2 separate regions of the Zea mays genome follow, and region 2 is linked to region 1. A link is a contact called in public Hi-C data. All regions are on one chromosome and are shown on one strand. Each heading gives the region's core, a stretch centred on a gene start, on an enhancer-like site or on the middle of the called end of the contact. The rest is flanking DNA. Distances are from core to core; before and after follow the strand shown.

Region 1 (5,806 bases), core at 1,886-4,385:
AGTAGCTATCTCAAATTTCTGTTTGAAAAGTCATAGCCGATTGAATTTGCTTTAAGGGTATCAAGAAATAGCTGTTTGGTTAAACAGATATAACTGATTATATTACCTGCTTAGGTAGCAAGAAATAGCTATTTCAAAAGGGTATTCAGGAAATAGCTATTTCAAAATGTTGTGTAAACATGTAACCGAGTTTTAGTTATCAGTAAATAGATTTCAAAATGCTATTTGGACAAATATATAGTTTTTTGAATAGGGGTTTGTGTCAAATAGCCGTTTCAAATGGCTATTTCAGTAACCAGATACGATCACCTGGATTTACTAAGGGCCTGTTTGGTTCTTAGCTAAATGTGCCACACTTTGCCTAAGGTTAGTCGTCCGAATTGAATAACTAACCTTAGGCAGAAAAGTTAGGCAAAGTGTGGCAAGTTAGGTAGCGAACCAAACATGCCTTAAGTTTCTCAAGTACTAGTCTAAATATCTAATATTTTGGTGTCTTACCATTGCTTATTAATGTCTGGTTATAAAAGACACTAGGTGCTTGGTGGACTCAAGTCACCTCCCATTGCCTATAGCTAAACATAGATTAGATGACATATCAGCATACGTATTGCATAAATTTGCAAGAATAAATGAGAAAGAGGAATGTCTTAAGAACCCCACTCAGGCCTGGGAGGAATATAGGAAGTCGACTAGCCCATCTAATAAACATTATAAGTTCATAACACCCATTGATGCCCTACCTAGTGTCACCAGGAACGTTGTATGTTGCCATGTTCCTCGTCCTGGGAACACCGTTCCTTTTCAGGGAAGCATGAACAATCTTGCCCTCATAGTGGAACTCCTTTTAAGGAGTGTACCATGTTTCTTGATCTGCATTCCATGACCCAATCATCCCATGAACTTTGTGACTATGTCCCTACCTACCGCCACCAATTTGCTGCAGACAATTGTTCTCATGCAGCTGTCTCCTCCCATCCCTTCTGCCACACCACCTCTGGAATCACAACCCAACAAATCATTTTGCCATCTTGACATTGCACATGTTTTCTGACATCCACGGTGTTTAATTGGATGGCTACGACCTATATAACGTTAGGGCTCTGCCTCGTGCTTAAGAACACCTTGGTGAATGCATAATGATGTTTCCTTAAGCATTTTTTTGGTACTGAGGACATTACTTCTGTCTCTTTTCTTGAACTGTTTCATGACAGACGTCTATGTATACTCTTTGAGCTCTTCTTTTTTAGCAATCTAGTTTCTTACTGTCTAGGCAATAAGTCAACATACATGGGCAATATGTATAGTGGTTAAATTTTTTTTTGTATTATCATTTTTACTGATTAATGGAATCTTGGTGTCTGCTTGTCTCATTGAACAGAAAAGGAAAAGAGTTCAGAAACAAGCAGCTGAAGATGGTAAAGAGAATGATGATGGGGATGATGCTGATCTTGCTGGTTCTGAGGATGCATCAACAGGAGACGAAGCTGATGTGGGCTCTGACTCTGAGGCAAATGATCATGCTGTGAGTGATGCTGAACCTGATGAGCCTCCAGCAAAGAAAAAGTCTACAGATGTAAAACAGGTTAAAGAAACTGGTACTGATGCAAAGGAAAAGGATGCACCAGGAAAAAAGGGTTCTATGAAACCTGCAAAACGTGCATCAAAGCCTTCTCAAAACAGTAAAAATGAGCCTGAGGTAGAGATAAAAAAGGTTGGCAAGAGAGCAAAGAGCTCAAAAGAAACTGATGCGCCACCAGATTCAAATAAGCCAAACAAGAAGGTTTCTAAATCCAAGAAGGATAATGGAAAAGAAGCCCAAAACAACAAAGCTGCCAGGAATAAGAATAAAGGTACAAGTTTTGTAATGCTTACCACATGCTGTGTGTATTGATTGGTATTGTTTTGGTATTCTTTCCTTTTGATTGTTGCCATCCTAGTGCAGCTTTGAGTTTATTTGTGCTCGTTAATTTAAGAGTTAAGACTGCAAGTTTTTTTTTCTTCTGTCCAAAAATCATTTTCAGTTAAAAGGCCTGTGATTTGTGATGTGATGCCATATACATGCGTTACTCTGCTTGACTGCCATAGCTCTAATAAGCTATTTTCTGTTTATGCTCCCTAGGAAAAGGCAAGGGTGGCCCAGGTGCTGGGACTGCCCCAACCAATGAACAGCTTCATGCTGTTGTTAGCAGCATTTTGAAGGAAGTTGACTTCAACACAGTAAGCAGTTTGTGTTTTGAACATGGTCTATAGTTTTATGTGTTTTTTTGTATTCTGACTGGTTATTTTTTGTGTAGGCAACTTTGGCTGATATTCTCAGACAATTAGGTACATTTTTATGCTGCTTGAATTTCATTGGTGTAGATATATGAAGAAACTGTTGATACATCGGCTGTAACCTTAGTTTTCTAGCAGTAGCAGATGAGTGTACTGACATGCTTGGTTCGTTTAAACCCAGGGACCCATTTCGAAATGGACCTCATGGACAGAAAAGCAGAAGTGAAACGCATCATAGAAGATGTAATAAATAGCATGTCTGATGATGAAGGTGAAGAAGGCTCGGAAGATGAAGCAGAAGACAACGGCAAGGTGGAGAAGTCAAAGAGTGATCCCGATGGAGGAGAAGAGAAGTGATTCTGTGGACCGGATGTGCCAGTGGTGGTTTGGATTGAACCTGGAAGGACTATTTTCCGGCCAATTCTCCCGTGTTTGGAGGTTTTGGCTCTGTACAATTGGGGGCACCGCGAGAACGAGCCGGTGACCTGGGTACTGGTTACAAAGATTGTTAACCATTTCACAGCCATACACACCTAGTTGTGCTTGACTTGGTAGTGGATGTAGTCTCTAGTGTATGGTCATGTACGATAGCTTGGTTGCGTAGGTAGCTAGCGTGACTGTAATATGCAGAACAATTCTGGGCTTGTTTCAGCTATTTATCCATGTAAAACTATGTATCCGAGTTCTGAATCGTTCCTGCTCCTTGCATTTGTTGTTTACCTAGCCATCGCAATGTTAGCGCAGTGATTCTCTGCTATGTGGGCATTTTTGTTGGGTCCTTGTCTGTGTGATCTTAAGCGTTTCAAGTGGTCGTACTCTCTCTCATGTGCTCAGACGCTGTGTGTGCACCGCTGGTGGATAGGTCTGTAGATGAAACGCTTCCGATGAAAATGATCACAGCTGCAGTCGCCGTCTTCTCTGCCTGCTTGTGCTTGCCATTTCCACTAGCAACCTTCCTGAAACCCAAGATCATCTAGAATACGGTTCCGATTCTCACCTGCTCGGAGAAGAACTACGAGCGTGCATTTGCATGCTGGCTGCATCCCTTGGCTCACTCCATCCAAATGTCCCAACCACCTTACTCGCGCGCACGCACAAGAGACCTCTCTTCCTCTTCTTATAAGCCTTCTCCCTCGATCCGCTCCCCTCCGAGTTCTTTCTTACACGCGCGCTGCGTCGTCCAGGTCCAGATCCAGTCCCGGTTGTGCTCCGCTGCTGGTCTGACTCCAGCAATGGTAATGTCCGTTCATCAAGTTTTTTTTTGCTAGTCGTGTTCTCGCCGTTTCTGACATGGACGACGGATATGCACGCAGAGTGTGTTCGAGATGCGGATCAAGCAGCAGGGGGAGCCGTCGCTGGTGACGCCGGCGGAGGAGACACCCGGCGGCCTCTACTACCTCTCCAACCTGGACCAGAACATCGCCGTCATCGTGCAGACCGTGTACTGCTTCAGGGCGGCAGACGGCGGCGCCGGCGGCGGAGTCAGCGCCTGCGACGTGCTGAGGGAGTCGCTGGCGAAGGTGCTCGTTCACTACTACCCGCTCGCCGGGCGGCTGGCGACCTCGGGCGACGGGAAGCTGGTCGTGGACTGCACGGGCGAGGGCGCCGTGTTCGTGGAGGCCGACGCGGACTGCGCCATGGCGGACATCGGCGACGTCACCGAGCCCGACCCCTCCGTGCTCGGCAGGCTCGTGTACAGCGTCCCCGGCGCCAAGAACATACTCGAGATGCCGCTGCTTGCAGCCCAGGTACGTACGATTTGCTGCTCGTGCATCGATCTCCTGGATCGATGGAGTTAGTTATTAGATAATAACGACGGGCGATGGATCCATGGACTTGCAAGGTGACCAAGTTCAAGTGCGGCGGCTTCGTGCTGGGGCTGGCCATCAACCACTGCATGTTCGACGGCGTCGGCGCCATGCAGTTCGTCAACTCGTGGGGCGAGACGGCGCGCGGCCTCCCGCTGTCGCTGCCGCCGGCCCTAGACCGCGCCGTCCTCCGCGCGCGCGACCCGCCGCAGGTCGACTTCCCGCACCACGAGTTCGCGCAGATCACCGACGACGACGAGGACGAGTACGAGGACTCCCCGCTCCTGCACCGGTCGTTCCAGTTCACGCCCGCGTCCATCGCGCGCGTCAAGGCGGCGGCGGCGGCGGCGGCGCTGGAGGGCCGCGCGTGCACCACGTTCGAGGCGCTGGCCGGGTTCGTGTGGAGCGCGCGCACGCGGGCGCTGGGGATGCGGGCGTCTCGCCCGAGCAAGCTGCTGTTCGCGGTGGACGGGCGGCCGAGGTTCTCGCCGCCGCTCCCCGAGGGGTACTTCGGCAACGCCATCGTGCTGACCAGCGCGGCGTGCCCCGCGGGGGAGCTGGCGCGCTCGCTGCCGCGCGCTGTGCGGCTGGTGCGCGGCGCCGCGGGGGCCGTGACGGACGCCTACATGCGGTCCGCGGTGGACTACTTCGAGGCGACGCGCGCGCGGCCGTCGCTGGCGTCGACGCTGCTCATCACGGCGTGGTCGCGGCTGCCGTTCCGCGCGGCCGACTTCGGGTGGGGCCCGCCCGCGGCGTGCGGCCCCGCGGCGCTCCCCGAGAAGGAGGTGGCGCTCTTCCTGCCGTGCGGGGAGGAGGGGGGCGGCGGCGGCGGCGTCCGCGTCCTGCTGGGGCTGCCGCCCGCGGCCATGGCCGAGTTCCAGCGGCTCGTGGACGAGGTGACCGCGGCTTGAAGTGGAGGACCCAATGTTTGCTTGCTTGTATACGGAAGTGCTACCTGAGTACCTGTTATCTGTGTTTCTTCTTTTCTGATTTGAAAATTTGTTTGTGTTGAGTTGATGGCACCTGTATGTCGTAGTGAACTCGTCGTTGTACCTGAATGGATGTTAAAAAAAGCGTTAGGAGGAGTTTGGTTCATTTTAGTCTCTAAATTGCTAAATTCGGAAACTAAAACTCCATTTTAATTTTCTTATTTGACAATTTAGAGATTCAAAATGAAATAAAATAGATGAACTAAAAATTATTCCTTAAAAATCAAACACTGCTTAGTTAACAACATATGATGCCATTGTTGTGAGTTCCAGAACTAGTTATCTTTAATATCTTACTATATTACAGTATTACTAATAAGATATTCCATGTCAGTTTTCACTAGAGATGTTAGGCTATCTCCAACCATTCCTCCTCCCAAATCTCCGCATTCGTACATTCTATTCGTATTTAAATACCTCTCCTTCAATTATTCTTCCCCCTATTTCTCCTCTTATTCAACCATTCTCCCTATCTAGCTCCCTCATTATCCTTTAATTGAGCTATTTAACTTTTGTACCTCAGTTTTTGTAGTTTTAAAAAATACTACCATATATCATATATGTAGTACCATAATATACATTGTTATCGGCTAATTAAACTCAACAATATTAATTTTCCACTAAATACAATCAATTAGGTTAGAGCTCCCCCTCGGCGAGGGGAGAGATGTTGGACGGCGAGGGGGCGTCGGAACCCACCCCATAACCGATAGTTGGAGCGCGAGAGGGAGTCGT
Region 2 (5,806 bases), core at 2,023-4,522, 300 kb before region 1:
CTCAGATCGCTGTCCCTTGGGACATTATGCTGCGGCAAATTAGCTTCTCCAACCACAGAATGGGGATCATGTGGTGTCAACTGGAAATCTGCATGGTCGTTCTCAAGGTCTCGTAAAGATTGACCCATGCTACTGTTAGGCCTCCCAGTGTACAACACTTCTGTCATAAACATGAAAAAAGTGTATATTAAACATGAAAAAAATAAACATTACCTCAGCAAAAACACAAACAGAACAGATGAGTTTTTTTAAAAAAAAAATCTAACCTTCGGCATCCTGATTCACTGATTCAGGAATGTGCTGCTGGCGATTACTAGTATTTGATATATCCTTTCCTGTTTCCGGTGAAGATAGCCAACCACTACGAGAAGGTATTGATTCTTCATGATCACCTCTTTTAGGATCAACAGCATTGCTTTCAGTATCCCAGTTAGACAATTGGTCACCCCTCACAGAGGAAGCAGAACGGACACTGGATTCAAATTTACTTTGAGATGATTCAAGAGATTCAGAATTTCCATCACAAGGTACAGGTATACGCGATTGCGGCTTTTGCACAAGGTGGGGCATGACTTCAACAAGTGGGCGAAAAGGAACATCATCTGAAAACTGAGACAGACGTACAGGTAACTCCAAACCGAAGTATCCATCTTCATACCAAGAGATTATGTCAGCACCCAGAAATGGACCCTGCACACCTCCTTGGGGATCCAGATAATATAATGTCAACTCTTCTGGATAAATAGCATGGCCACCCACTTTTGTATCCATGTTGTTGCTTTGGTATGGCTTAGGGGGTTCTTGAAGATGCTCAAAGGATGGTACATCAAACAGAGTGTTCGAATCATCAGGTAGCTTAGTGCCAAGATCATGATCAACATTTTCCTTGATCTCAGCAGTTTTCAAACCTTCCTGAGTGTCAGTAATCCTATGTTGATTGCTGAAGGCATTTCCCTCCAGACTTTTCTTCGGCAGAGATGTACTGACACCACTAGGAAGTGTCCCTTCAACATAGAAGGCATCATTCACTGAGATTAAACCTGAAGACCCTTCTTGACCCAACCCAGCAATTGCAAAACTGGCTTTGCCCTTGTCATCATCAATACCAGAAGCAGGTTCTGAAACAATCATACAATTTAGAGTTTACCATATGGATAGGAAGCCATGGATAAACAGTAACATTTACATTTTTAAGTCTATAAAATCATGGCACAACTAACATCCCAGTGTAGATATACCTTCGAGCTCTTTTGCCCTCTCCTTGTTTCCAGTCCCATTGATTCCTTCACTGCTAATGACTTTACCCTTTCTAATATCTTCCAGGAGAGCCTGAACAAGTAGTCAAGAAGGTAGATAAAGAGGGGGGAAATGAGATTAGAGCTTAAAGTTAGTAGGAAAATATAGCCTAGGTATTACCTCTTCAACAGTATCTGGTGCAACAAATGCTAGAGGTTTTGCAGCAATAGAGAGTGTGATAGAAGGAATTTCGTCCAGTTTCATGTGGGCATCATCAAACGACGACATCATATTTTTCTGCCTGTATATATCAAGAAGCTTCCCTCTTGGGTAGCGGAAACTAACTGCAGTTTTTGCAAATTTCCCATGCACAGCTGGAGCACCGATTGATCCTGCAGATGATGGCCGGTTGAAGGATGCAACTGAGTTTGGGTTTCCCCTGCCTCTTCCAGCGGCAAAACCAACATTAGACGAGTCCTTAACACGTCCTTTCTCGGATCCAAAGCCTGGAGCAGCACGGTACGTAGCTGTTCCAACAGAATGACTTTCCTGCCGGTGACGAGGCCTCCATTTATCACGGGAATCGGACTCAGACAGCAGCCTTCCTGTGAAGGCCTGTTTATCAGCATGAGTTTCATCCTTCTCTGCATCAACCTTCTTGTCTGACCTGGAGTCCTTCTCCTTGTCATCGGGGCCCCATCTTGATGACCATTTTGCATCACGTCGACCCTCATTCCCCAGGCTACGGGTGGAACCATCATTCCACCTTTCAGATGAAGGAGCTGTGCGCGGATCAGTGTTGTCCCTTGCAGAAACATTGTCAGATCGGCGATCGATCTTGCGGTTATCCACATCCCGGTCTACATCCTTCTTGCGCTCCCTCCTCCCAAGAAGGCTTGTCTCCCTCTCCTCTTCAAGCCAACGAAGACCACTGTCAGCATCAAATACATTCCTCCTTCGTTCTTTCCTATCAGCAGTTCCTTCCAACATCCTCGCTTCCTTTTCAGCAGGTTCAAGGGAGGACCCATGAGGCAGCGAGATCTGCAGATGAGCATCCAGCATCGTTAAAGATCAATTTACCAGCAGTCAATCGACATCATGGTACAGTGAAACAGTCCCTGAAGGAAGGGCAGTGATCACAAACCTTTCCATCAGCAGGTTTGGCGTAGAGCCACTGAGGAGAAAGGGGAATGCTGTTATCCAGGTGGTGCTGATCTGCATAGCAGAGGGTCAACGCTCAGCAATATCATCCACACGATTGTATCATCCACACGACAGCCTAATGATGCACAAGCTCACGACCCTACGCAAGCAGACAGAGGACGAGGATAGCAACCGCACAGGAAACATGCACCCACGCAACACGAACTAGCAATACCCAACAGAACGCTACACATTTGTGCGGTAGTGCATGGCGCCCGCTACAGAAATACCTCATGCTAAGCTGAGCAAAGCAGACAGTCCGAGATGAATCAGGGAGGAATGAAAGGCAAGTGGTTTCGGGTGAAGAAATCCGCACCTTTGGAGTGGTCGACGAACCCCATGGCGGCGGCGGCCCTGTCCTCCTCGATCCCAAGCGACAGCCCACCTGCACGACGCAACAACCAGACGTCAAATCGGGGGCACCCACCAATCAATCACAGATCTGCCCCGAGGCCAGTCCAGGCGGCAGATCGGATCTCACGCGGGCCAGGGCGCCTAGATCGGGCGGGTCACCTTTGCCGAGTGCCGAGGGTCGATCCAGCTTCCTCTCCGCCATCGGAGCCTCGCGGGATCCGAAGGAGCGAGCGGGGGAGTGAGCTAGGGTTTCCGGTGGAGGGCGGAGAGAGAGGAGAGGCAGCGGCTCCCGCGGCGCGATCCGAGCGAACGGGGCGAGGCGGCGGAGAGAACCGGGGCTAGGGTTTTGAGACAGAGCGAGGCGGCGAGGTCACCGGCGATGCGAGGAGCAGGAGATGGAGGGTGGCCGGGGGTTGGGATTGGGAGCTATGTGTGTGTGTTTTGGACGGGGTGGCTTTTTGGCTGTGTTTCGATGGGGGCGTGGAGCGGGGCGAGAGAATAGGAAGAGATGACGAGCACAAACCAAGAGATAAATCATAGCTTATCGCGCGATTTGTTTGTTTCTATCGTTTTTTTCTTCCTTGTTTGTAGCAAAATAGTACGTTTTTATTAGTTAGCTGGTGACTATATGAACGTTTTTTAGGATGGTGGTGATACAGATATCGTGACTCAATTATGGAAAAAAAACAAATAATTTGTTGTGAAGATGGCTTGGTTTCACACATAAGTTCCTAAAAATAACTTGCTAAGGTCCCGTTTAGTTCGAGGGACTAAAGATTAGTCTCTTTATTTTAGTCTTATTTAGTCTCTAAGTTGCCAAATGGTGAGACTAAAACAGGGACTAAATTGTTTTAGTCTCTAGTCTATCAAGGGAAGACTAAAAGGAATTAAACCTTATAAATTCTAGTTTTTGCCCCTCCTTTATTTCAGTTACGCTAATGACGAAAGAATGTTAAGGTGTATTTTAGTCCTCTTATGATTCATTTAATACATTTTGAATATTTTAGTCTATAGAATCAAACATGATAGAGACTAAACTTTAGTCTCCTAACTAAACTTTAGTTACTGAACTAAAGGAACCAAACGGACCCTAAATACGTATCGGGAACAAAGCAATCATAGCTTGCGAGTTGCGACACTTCTCAATTTTTAGGTTATTAAAAACTTTTAAATTATGTTAACCTAGTTTTTCTGGTCATTACTTGTAGCTTTAAATTTGGTTTATCTACACACTAAAGTCCAATAATCATCATTTTTCTCTTGATTATTATTCCCATTATATATGAATCGTGATCGATCAATTTTCTCTAATTCTTGGATGGATCATCTTCACACTTATCAAACAAGAATCACAAATTCATCATTTGCATAATTCAAATCATTCAAAGTGCTTCACTTGCATACATGCATGAATTCGATAGCAGACAAGTGGTCGAAACAAAGAAAACTTGCTACACATGTTGGGAAAGGGGACACATGGCAAATTCATGTTCCTTAGGTAACAATACTAAGCCTATTTCAATTCATAGTAATATTATGCTTAGAAAGGATGGCAATGGTACCTCATTTTTTGAGAGCACCTAGAGGGGTGAATAGGTGATCCTGTAAAATTCAACACTAAATTCCAACAACCTTGATTATAAAGATATTAGTGCGGGTTAATCAAGTCAATAAGACGAGCTCTTGCGAACACAAACAATCAAAGAGAGAGCAATCACAAGAGACATGCGAATTTATCCCGTGGTTCGGCCAAGTAACACTTGCCTACTTTCACGTTGTGGCGTCCCAATGGACGAGGGTTGCACTCAACCCCTTTCAAGTGATGCAATGATCAACTTGAATACTACGACTTTTCTTCCTTATATCCTTTTCCTATTTGCGAGGAATCTCCACAAATTGGAGCCTCTCGCCCTTACAAGATTGGTCACAAAGAACGCACAAGAGTAAGGTTGGGAAGAGAAATGCACACAAGACACAAATCGCAGCACAACTACGCACACAAGTCACAACTTGAGCTCAAAACACAACGCACGGAGTTCACAACTCAAATGGAGCTCAAGTCACTATCTCAAAGAATCGAATGCGTGAAATTGGAGTCTTGGAGTCTTAGAATGTTTCTTGTAAGCTTGGGTTACTCCTCCATGCGCCTAGGGGTCCCTTTTATAGCCCCCAAGACAGCTAAGAGACGTTAGAGGCCAACAAGGAAGGCCATCCTTGCCTTCTGTCGAGTGGCGCACCGGACAGTCCGGTGCGCCACCGGACAGTCACTGTAGACGGTCCAGTGCCGATCTCCTTCCTTTTCTGGCGCAGACGACCATTGCAGCTTTGGGCCAGTTGGCGCACCGAACACTGTCCGGTGCACACCGGACAGTCCGGTGCCCCTGACGACCGTTGGCGCGGGCGATTGCGCGACCGACCGTTGCGCTGGCGACCGTTGGCTCACTGGACAGTCTGGTGCACCACCGGACAGTCTGGTGAATTATAGTCGTGCGCCGCTAATCTTTTCCCGAGAGCGGCTTGTTCACCGGAAACCAGCCTGTGCACCACCGGACAGTCTAGTGTGCCAGGCCGAGCTGGACTTTGGCTGCACACAGCCAAGTCTTTTGCAGTTCTTTCTTTTCCTGTTTCTAGCACTTAGACAGAATATGTTAGTACTCAACACAATGTACTGAGTCTAGAAACATACCTCATGTCTTGACTTGCACTTTTCTCTTCATTTAGCACATAAGAACTTAATTAAATGTGTTGGGCACTTAATCACCAAAACATAATAGAAATTGCCAAGAGCACATTTCCCTTTCAATCTCCCCCTTTTTGGTGATTTATGCCAACACATCCAAAAGCAACCAAAAGATGTGCAACATCAATACAATTGAGAATAAAGTTGTCTTTACACAAGTTTTGACATATTTGGATCATTCTTTGCCACCACTTGGTTTGTTTTTGCAAATCAAATTCATTTTCCTATCTTTAGGTCAAACTCACTTGTTTGGGCATAAAGAGAGATAATCCA

The links. Hi-C and Micro-C count contacts between places; a contact is called where the count stands out from the background.
Region 2: a contact with region 1 is called in a Hi-C map of tassel, with 4 times the contacts expected there. The contact joins the promoter of LOC100280040 here to the promoter of LOC111589918 in region 1. A contact is called at or near these places in 6 of 25 Hi-C or Micro-C datasets (bundle sheath, ear, leaf and 2 more).

What each region holds. Positions count from the first base shown.
Region 1 is chr8:166,888,746-166,894,551 of Zm-B73-REFERENCE-NAM-5.0, reverse strand. It overlaps LOC111589918, which reads left to right and starts at 3,135. Exons shown (of 3, transcript XM_023300801.2): 1 at 3,135-3,509; 2 at 3,588-4,022; 3 at 4,118-5,177. The coding sequence starts at 3,339. The coding sequence ends at 4,993. LOC100281533 reads left to right here. Exons shown (of 11, transcript NM_001368025.1): 8 at 1,379-1,850; 9 at 2,120-2,217; 10 at 2,295-2,325; 11 at 2,456-3,030. The coding sequence ends at 2,631.
Region 2 is chr8:167,193,391-167,199,196 of Zm-B73-REFERENCE-NAM-5.0, reverse strand. It overlaps LOC100280040 (GYF domain-containing protein), which reads right to left and starts at 3,272. Exons shown (of 9, transcript NM_001331175.1): 1 at 2,953-3,272; 2 at 2,756-2,824; 3 at 2,381-2,451; 4 at 1,417-2,277; 5 at 1,239-1,329; 6 at 267-1,118; 7 at 1-160. The coding sequence starts at 2,995.